2 separate regions of the Mus musculus genome follow, and region 2 is linked to region 1. A link is a contact called in public promoter capture Hi-C data. All regions are on one chromosome and are shown on one strand. Each heading gives the region's core, a stretch centred on a gene start, on an enhancer-like site or on the middle of the called end of the contact. The rest is flanking DNA. Distances are from core to core; before and after follow the strand shown. Region 1 overlaps Tmco4 (transmembrane and coiled-coil domains 4). Region 2 has its middle 38 kb from the start of Iffo2.

Region 1 (5,956 bases), core at 1,619-4,118:
CCTTTTTATGACCTCAATCCATGTGCTGCTGCCCACGTAGGGTGAGTTTTCCTTCCTCATGTAACCTGTCTGGGAACACACAGCCATGCCCTGAGTCACTGAGGGTGAGTCATTACACCTCCCACCCACCACGCCCCCGTTCAACGTGATACCCTGACACATAATTTTTAGTGGTACATTCTACCTGCGTCGACTTCAGTGCCTGCAGCCACCTCCTAACGCAATGTGTATTAGTTCATCTTAACAGTCCTAATGCTGTCCAAAAGCCCAAAGCCTTTTCTGAGACTCACGGTGACCTTTTAACTATAAGTCCCTGTAAAACCAAAAGTGTAAGTTGTTTATTCCCGACATCCGAAGGCACAGAGTAGGCAGCCCAATCCAAGAGGAAGGGATGGAGGCAGAGAAGGAACAGAGAACATTTCCTGCAACCCTGAATCTGACATCCGAGCTCTAGGTGGTCCCTCCGCACATGCTGGGCTCCGAGCTCCAGCAGGCTCCAGCAGCCCCACTCCCCAGTTCTGCTGCCTGCACACTTCAATAGGTGTTTGTAATTTTCTGAGGCACGCTTCCCGTGGTCTTGGTTTCTCCGCCCTCTTGGGATCGCCATTGGATTTCATGCCTCACCTTCACAGCTTCGTCCAACGGTCTCTTGAGGCCTCCCTCCTTGCAGGGTCTCTAACTCTGCCACATATTGCCCAGAGTCCTCAACTTTGGTGCAAGCTTCTATGACCTTGTAAGTCATGCATTGTGCACACCTGCTGTCCCCGTTAGGGTTTCTATTGCTGTGGTGAAACACCGTGACCAAAGAGCAAGTTGGGGAGGAAAGGGTTAATTCGGCTTACGCTTCCACACCCTAATTCATCACTGAGGGAAGTCAGGATGGGAACTCAAACAGGGCAGAAACCTGGAAGCAGGAGCTGATGCTGAGGCCACGGAGGGATGCTGCTTACTGGCTTGCTCCTCATGGCTTGCTCAGTCTGCTTTCTTGTAGAACCCAGGACTACCAGCCCATGGATGAGCCTCCCCCATAAATCACTAATTAAAACGCCTTACAGCTGGATGGATATTATACAGGCATTTTCTTAATTGAGGATCCCTCCCCTTAGATGACTTTAACTGGTGTCAAGTTGACATAAAACCAGCCAGCATAACTGCTAAACAGCTGTAGCTGGCCCTGTGCCCCTTAGTGCCTGATCTGGGGAAAGCACTTCCTGGGAAGTTGAGTTCACACAGAGAAAGCGTCATAGCTTACAGTTCTTTTTTTCCAAATACATTTGCATTTTTCACAAGTTGGAGCCTTTTATGGGTGGCTCTCCAGAACAGCCCATTAAGCTCTGGGTACAGGCTTCTAGAATCCTCTAGCCTGCAGCTCAGACTCTTCCACGGGCCTACAATCCACCCTGACGCCACACTGGCAGGGACAGCTGTGGCCCTCCTTGCCACCACATGTTTCTTGCACTGATCGCCTTTCTCATCGCTGTGACCAAGGACACTGTCCTGGCGGACAGACACTGCAGGAAGGTGCTTTTCCGGGGCAGAGGCCCATCCACTGCAGTAAGTAAGAGTGATGTGGGAAACTCAGCTGCATAATTGATGGTAATAGAGGACTGGTTTCCCCTGATTTTGTTTGTCTGTTTATTTTAACTTAAAAATAGACTATCAGGGCTGGAGAGATGGCTCAGAGGTTAAGGGCACTGGCTGCTCTTCCAGAGGTCCTGGGTTCAATTCTTAGCACCCATATTTATAACTGCAGTCTCAGGTAATCCGATACTCTATACCACACGTGGTACACAGACACTCATGCAGGCAAAACACCTACCCACATTATCGCATTAAAAAATAAAGTCTTTAAGAATCTACCAGCTTAAGAAAGAAAGGGTTTATTTTTTAATAATAATAATAATAATAATAATAATAATAATAATAAAAGAAATCAAAAGGAAGGAGCCTGACTGCTCCAAGCATGGTGGAGGAGGTTCATTGTAGGTCTGAGGGAGAGCAGAGTCAGAGGCAGGGACATCTGAGAGAGTCCAGAGTGAACACAACCCTGAGCTGGGCCACATGAGAAGGTGGGGGAGGGGAGGGGAGAGCCAGGAGAGTACAGAGCAGACAAAAGGTCCAGATAGCCAAAATGGCTGAATTATACAGGGAAGGGAGGCTGGGGGAAGGGCAGCCCACCCTGGGCTGGAAAAGTTTAGGGTAGAAGATGGGCAGTGCCAGCCATGCCCATAAGAGGTAAGGGCTGAGAGATGCAGGGAGAACCTGGCAGCCAGGTCTGCTTTGAGATGCTAAATAGGCACCTTGGCCATTTGTCCTGGGTTTGAGATGTAACAATTGTGGCTCATAGTTTCTGGGTGAGATCTATCCTAGAGGGGACAGCATGGGGACAGAAAGCTTTTCTGGTTGTAGTGGGAGGAGCATGAGGCAAGGTCACGTGACACTGGCGGTCAGGAAGCAAGGAAAGGTGGGTGTTCACTCAAGCACTAGCTGGCTCACTCTCTCCTCTCTCCCTTTATTCAGGCTTGCTCCCCAGTCCTTGAGATGTGACTGCTCACATTTAGGGTTGGTCTTCCTTTTCCACCCCTGGGAAGCTTCCAGTAGGTCAAGCTTAGGACCAGGCAGGCACTTAGCGAAGTCCTGTTGAATGAGTTCAGGAGAGACCTGCTGATTTTGTAATGGAGGAAGGCATCTCAGAGATAAGGCTAACCATGCCATCTGCCAAAGTTACTCTGTGAGTGGCAGGGCCCCATTCTGCCCGCGTTAGTTTCCTGGGGCTCCTGTTAGCCACCTGACTTCGCTGTGTCCTCTGTGAAACCCAGAGTCTGAAATGCAGCCAGCAGGATGGTGCTCCCTCTGGAGGCTCTGGCGGGATCCTTCCTGCATCTCCATTCCAGAGCTTTGCTGGAAATTTGGAGTCTTGGCCCCAGCAGGCTCACAAGGTCATCAATAACGGTCTTTGATCCCGGAAGACTACTGTAGGCTCTGGTCCAGAGGATACTTTTAGTCCTTTATTTATATTTTCAGTTGTGGGAGGAGCATGCTACAGGGCATGTATATATTGTGTGCACATGTGAAGGTCGGCTGACAACCTCAGGTGTCGGTCTTCACCTTTCATCTTGTTTGGGACAGGGAGCCTTTGTTATTTCCTGTGTCACTCACCAGGCTAGCCAGCCCACCAGCTTGCAGAGATTCTCCTGTCTCCCCGTCCCGTTTCTCCTTAGTGTCCAACTTTACTTGAGTTCAGGGGATCCGAACTTAGGCTGTCATGCTTGCACAGCAAACATTTTACCCAGTGAGTGAACTTTCCAGCTCGGTGTCCTCTTAAACTGTGTTGTGTGTGCTATGCCAGAAAGCCGGAGACCAGGTAACTCGCAGAGAACAAAGATCAACTTCTTCAAGTTCTGAAAGGCCGGGTCCAATATCAAGGGACCTGCACCTGGCAAGAGCCTTCATGTCAAAGTGTCCGGAGGCAGAAAATGTAAGAGTGAGGGAGGGCAGGAAAGAGAGAAAGAAAGCAGAATGGGGCTGGGACCCACTCTGGCTGTGTCAGCCTTCATCTCTCCAGACTTAATCTACTCTTAAAGGTCCCACCACTTAACGAACAGGCATTAGGACTAAGTTTCCAACTTGCTTTTGATGTGCATATTTAACCCAGAGCTGATAGTATAATCCCAGTGACTAGAAAGACATTGTGTGTTGAGCACGCACTCTGTACCAAGCTTGGACCTAGGGGCTCATGTGGCCACCTGACTCCCCTGCCCCCAGTAAAGCACTTCAGACACATGCCTCAGTTTGCAGACCTGAGTCTCAGGAGGTCTCAGGTCAATTTGGATGATCTCATGTCACCAGGAGAGACCAAAGTCAAGAAAGGGAAGGGAGCCTTCTAGGAGAAGGACAGTGAAAAGTTGGCTCACAACCAACACCAGGTCTCCAGCCTCTTAGGCCACCGCTTTCTCCCGTTGCCTCTCCACTGGGTAGACGGGCCTGACTTGGCCTTGCTCCTCCATCTGCCTCAGTTTCCTTTCTCACCAGAAAGCCATGTGACTACTCCTCATTTCATCAGCAAACTTCAAACCACCATGAGCACATGGGGGCACCAACATACACCACCACACTATGGGCAACCTTGGCACAGGCTCTGACAGGATCAGTGCGTGGGTTTCAAATGGCTTCCTTCTCTCTTAGGGGCATCTTTGAATGTAGTGTCTCAACCAGCACTGCTTTTGTGTTTGTATTAAGAAAACCCACCACTTACTAAGCACCCTTACTAAGGTGGATGGATGGATGGGTGGATGGGTGGATGGATGGATGGATGGATGGATGGATGGATGGATGGATGGATGGATGGATGGATGGGTGGGTGGGTGGGTGGATGGGTGGGTGGGTGGATGGATGGATGGATGGATGGATGGATGGATGGTGAATAGGAAGAAAGAGGGAATAGAGGAATGATAGGCAGATGGTCTTTCTTCAGAAAACTCACCCAATCAGAGCTGGGCAGACACTTTGAGCATCCTTCTCCTCCAGAGGCTGGCTGCAGTTGCCCAGCAGGGAGACTAAATTGCCCCCTGTGTTGGGCAGGATGAGCACCCATGCAATCCTCCCAGGAAGTCACCATGGAAGGCCACATTTCTCAGAACTTCCTGGAAGACTGACCTATATTGACATTCTGGGGATGATAGTTACAAAGCAATCCCATATTGGCAACAGGGTGGGCTGCCAATCATTTCCTTTATGCTATAGCAACCCACAATCTATTTGCCCACACAACTGTGAAAACCAGCCATGCAGCACATGTAAACCACCCTGTGCTGGCAGCTCTCACAGCTGGCTCTGTGGAAGTCTGGGGCAGCGGATCCTCTGTGGAAGGGTGTCCTGCCTGCTGCGGGATTTCAGGCAGCCTCCCTGACCGCCATATGTTATATGTCAATAGCATATCTCATGTGACAACCAACAGTGTCTCCAGGGCTGGAGAGAGAGCTCACTCAGCCAAGTGCTCACTGTATAAGTGTGAGGCTCTGTGTTCAGATCCTCAGCACCCAGGGAAGCCAAGCACAGCTGTAATCCTCTATAACTCTGACACTGGGGACATGGAGACAGGCAGAGCCTTGGAGCTCATTGGCCAGCCAGCCTGGCCAAGTCAGTGAGCTTTGGGTCCAGTGACAGGACCACTGAGGGAGACAGCCAAGGCTGACCTCTGACCTCATACGTGTGTTTCTGTATCCACCCCCACACTAATAGCAGTGCAAAATCAAATTGTTGCTATCTCAGGTGAGACCTGTTTATTTGCTCTCAGTAATCCTTATAAGTCATTCAAGCTGCTCTTTGGGCCCTTTATATAGATTGTGAGTTATCGCCTAGTATGTTACCTCATATAGTAGTGTGTATTGTTATCCCCACTTACAGGGAAGAAATCGCAGCCCCAGAAGTGAAACAGGTAGGCCAGGGTTGTATTTCAAAGTTCCACCTAAGGTAGCGTGGACTTTGGTGTGAACTCTGAATCAGGGCCAGGGCAGCTGAACCCTGAGTTTTGCCCTATGCACTCTCTGTGACTCTTACGCACCCCCTGCGGATCGATACAAAGCCAGGGTCCCAGGCACGTGCACACACTAGAGCCGAAGCAGTGTGTGCCTCACACTCTTCTTCCTGAGGGAAGTCCTCCTGGAGAGACTGCACCCCTGTCCCCTAAGAATCAGAGCTCTGGGGAATGAGGCTAGCCTGGCTGAAATGTTCCTCCTGGGACCCAATTGCTGAGTTCCCTGGCTGTGTCCTTGAGATACAGGCCATTGATGGTTAATTTTGCAGCATCCGGCAAATAAGTGCTGAAGTGTTGCTGTGAGCACTGGCCTGGCTCCGGGCACAGTTCCTGTAGCAGAACTCGCTGGGTGCCTGCTGGATGCCTGGCTCCCAGCTCAGGGCTTCCTTTCCAAGCACACAATCCTTGGTGGAAGCCACA
Region 2 (5,956 bases), core at 953-3,452, 530 kb after region 1:
CTCCCCACTTACCTTCCTCCTTACTCACCCTCCTCTCCACTCACCCTCCTCCTCACTCACCCTCCTCCACACTCACCCTCCTCTCCACTCATCCTCCTCCCCACTCATCTTCCTCCTTCTTCACCCTCCTCTCCACTCACCCTCCTCCACATTCACCTCTCCTCCCTATTCCCCCTCCTCCCCACTTACCCTTCTCTCTACTTGCACTCTTTCCCTCTCATCGTCCTCCCCATTCACTCTTCCTCCCTACTCATCCCCTTCCCTGCTCACCCCTCCTCCTCCTTTTCTTCCTCCTTCCCACTCTCCTCCTCTTCTCTTTGCTTTATATATTCCCAGAGCTGTCAGTCCTGATATTCATATTTCTAGGAGCAATTGGCCACCATTCTTGATGCTTGATACAAGGTCAGGTGACAGGTCACTGTTGGCCAAGGCCTGCCCACTAGACATATTTTTTTTGTGAGAGAAAAGGTACCTGGTTTGAGGACCTGCATTTTCTTCTGCCCCAGAAGTTAAAGGATGTGGATTGTCACAGCTGTGGATTCCTTATTCTCCGGCAACTTCATGGGTGCCATGCCTTGCGGGAGTGAGCCAGACGAAAGTTGGCCTGCTGTGGGAAGGCTGGCCAATGACTTGTACTGAAGTTTTTTTGTTTGTTTGTTTGTTTGTTTGGGTTTTTTTTTCTGAGACAGGGTTTCTCTGTATAGCCCTGGCTGTCCCAGAACTCACTCTATAGACCAGGCTGGCCTCGAACCCAGAAATCCGCCTGCCTCTGCCTCCCAAGTGCTGGGATTAAAGGTGTGCGCCACCATGCCTGGCTTGTACTGAAGTATTTTAAGTCACAGAAACTAACCAGTGCTAGAGCTCATCAGATCTCAGCAAACAACTGTCAGATAGACTGACTTCAGATGTGTTTGTGGCCTTTTGTCCACACCATAACCAGGGATGACAGTGTCACAGCTCCAAATTAGTTAAAGTGGTACCATTTCATGATGTTTGCCCTCGAAGCCACCCGTTCATACTGGTCAGCTCCTGGCTCTGTGTCCTGCTGCCTACAGCTCTGCCGTGACTGTGTTGAGCAGAGGGATTTTTCTCACTGACCAGGGAGAAGCCTGGGGCTCTGGGGCATAGCTCTCATCGGCCACCTTCCCACTTCCTGTCCCATCAGCTCTTCCTCCGTTGGAACATCCTATCTGCTCTGCCTGCTTCCCACTAGCGGAAATCTCCATTGCAGACTTGCCTTTTCAGTGCTGGGACCCGAACTCTCGCACTTACACATGCTAGGCAAGTGCTGAGCTCTGAGACCCAGCCCAGGCCTCTACTGCTGAGCTCAGACCTCAGCTTAGCACCAATCCCAATGGCTTTATTCTTAGTTTATGGACACATTTGACTTGAGAGTGCAAAAGTGCCCTGTCCACCAGATTGCAGCATTCTCTCTCTCTCTCTCTCTCTCTCTCTCTCTCTCTCTCTCTCTCTCTCTCTCTCTCTCTCTCTCTCTCTCTCTCTGCGTGTGTATGTGTGTTTTATGTGCACATATGTTCATGCGCCACCGTGTATGTGTGCATACATGGCAGATGTGTAAATCTGAGCATGCGCATTATACCAGTGTGGTACCTGACACATAGGAGCCTTTTGCTAAGTCCTTGGGATTGGAGGGTGCAGGGTTTTGCATTCTCCAGGTTCCTTTCCACAACGGTGACTTCACAAGACAAACTCTCAAGACACAGCCTGCATGGGTCAAGCCTCAGCAGCCAGAGAGTGGCAGCGTCAGACAGGAGTTGAACTTGGCTGGGCTTGTGATTCAGCCGGGGACCTTTGCCCTTCTCTGGGTTGCCAGCCACCACCACCACCCCGGCTCCCCAAAGCTCGGCAGATTAAACAGAAGCAGAAAGTTCAAAGGAAATTGACCTCAAGGCGGTGTTTACCAAAAGATGATGTCACCTCTACTGTGGAGAAAGGCTTTGCTGAAAAGGGCTGAAAGAGATGCCTTTGCTATGAATGAGCCGAGCCACCAAGCTGGGACGGGTTCAGCACGCAGTTCTCACTTTATAAGGAATAAGGACTTCACTGTCCCCCCCTCTGGCAAGCCTTGTGTCATGCTCAGTCCTGGGACAGGATAAGTGGGGCGAGCCATGGCCGGATGCTGGGCTTAGCCTGTTGCATGTCCACCCCTCCCTGCCCCGCCTGGAATATGCTCTGTCCTGCAACAGAGCCTGCCTCCCCAGTGTCACTAGGCCCAATACAGTACCAGGGCTGTGTTAACAGCGCCCAGTCAAACACCAGTGGACCTGGCTGCCGGCTGCTACAGGGGACACCTGGCCCCTGCAAGATCCTAGTGCCCATGACTGTCACCCAGGTCCCCAGCCCCCCACCCCAAGCCTCAGTCACCACCAGCCCCTAGCCAGCACTCTTTTTCTCCTGTCCCTCCCCCTCTGTGTCATTTGCCTTTGAAGGGCTGAGGGAGCCTAACCGCAGCTGGCTATGTCCTCTGTGGAAACACAGACGTGAGTGAGTGAGTGAGTGCCTCCCTGTTCTGTACTGCTTGGCCGCCTGTAAAAGTTGTGAAGGGGGTTACAAGGCTGCTTAGTGGGAGGCTCTGCCTGGCCCTGGCTGGACCTTCCAGTCTGTGCCTGCCGTCTGTGTCTGTCCGTCCTGTCTCTTCTTTCCAGCGCCCCTACCTGTGAGTCACTAATTCGAGAATGTCAACCCCTGTGGACTGGCGACCCACAGCCCGGGCTTTCTGTGAATTCTGACAGTGGGCCCTGAACAACCTGCCTTGCCTCCTTGGTGTTCCTCATAGCAGCATCTGGAAGCCGACTCATGACCCACCCAGTTCAGAGCTTAGAGGGGACTCTGATGGTTTTCAAGGGACAGGAATGTGTGCCCCCATAGCCCTACAGCCATCTGCAGGCATGCAGGGTTCACTGTGGCCCCAGCCTGCCAGAGACTCTCCTGTGGGGGAGAAGGTCTATAAGGGGGAGTCTCGGAAATGTGAGAGGGGGATTGAGACCACCTCAAGAGTTCTTTCCAGCCTCCCTAAAGTGACAGTAATAGCCGAGTGACATCACATGGTGGATCTGTCATGTATGTTCTGTTTCACAGACCTGGATAAGGTCCCTGCTGTGCTGCTGTGCTTATGAAGGAAAAGGAACATGGATGGCAGGAGTCTGAGCCCACCCTAACCCTGGCAGTAATTTGCTGTGTGGCCTTGGGTGAGTTGCTTGCCCCCTCTGAGTCTCAGGTTTCCCATGTATGGAACATAGACAAGTGGACTGGACATCTATTCCTTCCAGCTCTGAAACTCAGTGACCCCACAGTCCTGGTACTCAGTGTTCAGGGGAATATATGGAGGAATGTGGGAGAGGAGAGGGTTTGGTTGGTGCCTGTAAAAGAATCCGGTGAAGGGCAACTCTCTCTGCACCAGCTAAAACTTGCCAAGAGGCACCAGATGGAAAGTAACTGGGGCGTGTTTGTCAGAGCCGCTGCCAGGTGTCTGTGAAGACGGCAGACTGGTCTCGGTATCAGGATGGCAGGCCGGGCATTCATTCATCAGATTCTTGCCTGTCTGTTCATTCACTTGTGTCTTGGTTTCTGCTTCCGATGTTCATTCTTCCACAGCCAGGCGTGGTGCCTGCCTGGGACTGTAAACCCCGAAGCTGCTTTGCTTGGGTTTAAATCTTGGCTCTGCCCCCCCCCCTTTTTTTTTTTTTTTTTTTTTTTTGCTGTGTGTTCTCAGCAAGTACGTGCCTGGTGGGCCATTCGTTGTCAGGTGCTTGCAGCAGAGCACGACAGATACAAAGTGATATATATTTATGTTCCTTGTTATTTGCTATGCCACTGTTCACCGAGAGCTGGGGTACTGGTTGGTTTTGTTAGTTAGTGCCAGTTTGTGACAGTTTGACACAAACAGGAGTCACAATGGGAAGAGGAACTTCAACTGAGGAATTGCTTCCTTATATTGGCCTGTGGCATGTCTGTGGCATGGGGCCATTTTGGTTGATGTGAGAGTGCCCAGCCCTCTGTGGGCAATGAATGTCATCTCTGGGCAGGCGGACCCAGCTTATATAAGAAAGTAGGGTGAGCAGGCAAGACAGTGGGGAGCAAACAAGTAAGCAGCACCCCTCCACAGTCCCTGCTTCAAGCTCTTGCCCCGAGCTCCTACCCTGGCCTCCCCAATGATGGATGGACTGGACCCTGTAAGCTAAGATTAACCCTTTCCTCTCCAAGTCGGCTTCGGTCAATGTGTTGCTCCCAGCAACAGAAAGCTAACTAGGACAGCCAGTCACGCAGAGTGGCAGGTGCTGTGCTGGGGAATGACAGGGACCTGAAGAGCGACCCCAGCCTTGAGTTGGCGACAAAAGGCTAAGCCAGTGGTCACTATGCTGGTGTAGGCATGCAGATACGGGCTGGTATATCTGGGGAGGCTTCCTGGCAGAGGCTCCACTTGGTCTGAGCCCCATAAGCTGGGAGGCGGGATAAGGATGGACAAGCAGGAGCTTTTAACTGCTCTCGTACAGAGGCTTGATGTGGCTTTTTAAAGGCAGGACCCAAGGAGCTGAAGGGGTTTGCAGTCCCATAGGAGGAACAACAATATGACCAACCAGTACCCCCAGAGCTCCCAGGGACTAAACCACCAACTAAAGAGTATACAAGGAGGGACTCAAGGCTTCAGTCGCATATGTTGCAGAGGATGGCCTTGTGGGACATCAATGAGAAGAGAAGCCCTTGGCCTTGTAAATGCTTGATTCCCCAGTGTAGGGGAATGCCAGGATAGGGAAGTGGGAGTGGGTGGGTTGGTGAGCAGGGGGAGGGGGGATGGGATGAGAGGTTTTCAGAGGGGAAATGAGGAAAAGGGATAAAATTTGAAATGTAAATAAAGAAAATATCTAATAAAAAAGGGGGGAAAAGGGGGAGGGCGATGGTAGACCAAACTGGGGGAGGAGCAGAGCGTGAACCATGCTGGACATGCCAGGGCTGATAAAGAGGTGGCAATGTCCACTGGATTCTAGGACATGCTTGAATCAACAAGAAAGTTGTCACCACAGAGGGGTGGGCTCATAGCTGAGCTGTGAGTCCCACCACCACGTGGATTCTCCGTGTACGTGATAAGATACACGAAACAGAAAGAAAGCTGAGAGCCAGGGACAGAGGAGGTGTCTAAGACCTTGCTATCTTTCCTTTGTCACTGCTGACTCTTATGTGTCCCTAGGTTGCTGTACTGCCCCACCTTTTGGTGGCTTGGCTGTGCACTCAGAGAGCGTCATTTCTGTTTTTACAGTCACTTTATGTGTTTATTTCTATATGTGCACGTGGGTGTGCGTAGACCAAGGCACGCTTGTGGTGGTCAGAGGGCAACTTGTGGGAGTTGGTTCTCATCTCCCATCCCATCGTTTGTTCCTAGGGATTGAACTCAGGTCATCAGACTTGATGGCACGTACCTTTACCCCTGTTTAAGCCATCTCTCTGACCCTGAGAGATTTCCTGACCTTTTTGGAAACTCAGGGAGAAGCCAGAGGTGACATGGAAGGCTACTGGATGGAGCCCTCATCTCAGAGTAATCTTTCCAGCAGGAGATGAAGGTGGGCTGAGAACACGCTTTGGCTCAGGGAGTCACTCTGGGTCACATCGAGGAGAGCCAGGAGTGGGAGACACCCAGGGGATGGGTGACATACAAGCCTACTTCTTACCCAAGCCATTACTATCTGCTCCTCCCCAGGCAGGTGACACACTGCACTGGCCTGGAGTCCCTTGTGACACATGGCTGTCTCAAAAGCTGTGAGGACTCCAGGTCACTGTAGGAGCCACCCTGGCCACCTGTCAGCAGCCTCGGGACTCAGGGACGGAGTGTACATGTTCATGCTTTCCACTCCTTAATCCACTGGAACAGGCGGGTCTCCTCATTTCGCTCCAGAATCAGGCCCTGATTTTGGTCTTTGAAATTGCTGGGGGCTTGTATTAC

What was found. Promoter capture Hi-C pulls out the DNA fragments that hold promoters and counts their contacts.
Region 2: a contact with region 1 is called in a promoter capture Hi-C map of liver, with 2.0 times the contacts expected there. The contact joins two enhancer-like sites. A contact is called at or near these places in 1 of 39 promoter capture datasets (liver) and 1 of 9 other capture datasets (liver).

Annotation. Positions count from the first base shown.
Region 1 is chr4:138,998,798-139,004,753 of GRCm38.p6, forward strand. The region is part of intron 7 of Tmco4 (transmembrane and coiled-coil domains 4); the gene reads left to right. Among named protein-coding and RNA genes, the nearest start is that of Gm33214, 18 kb to the right of the region's middle. Within about 2 kb of position 2,869, at least 12 of the 459 cell types and tissues checked have an H3K27ac peak or open chromatin away from gene starts, as enhancers often do. A contact at or near this core is called in liver, where this site is marked.
Region 2 is chr4:139,533,424-139,539,379 of GRCm38.p6, forward strand. It overlaps a transcript of Iffo2 not described here. Among named protein-coding and RNA genes, the nearest start is that of Iffo2, 38 kb to the right of the region's middle. Within about 2 kb of position 2,203, at least 97 of the 459 cell types and tissues checked have an H3K27ac peak or open chromatin away from gene starts, as enhancers often do. A contact at or near this core is called in liver, where this site is marked.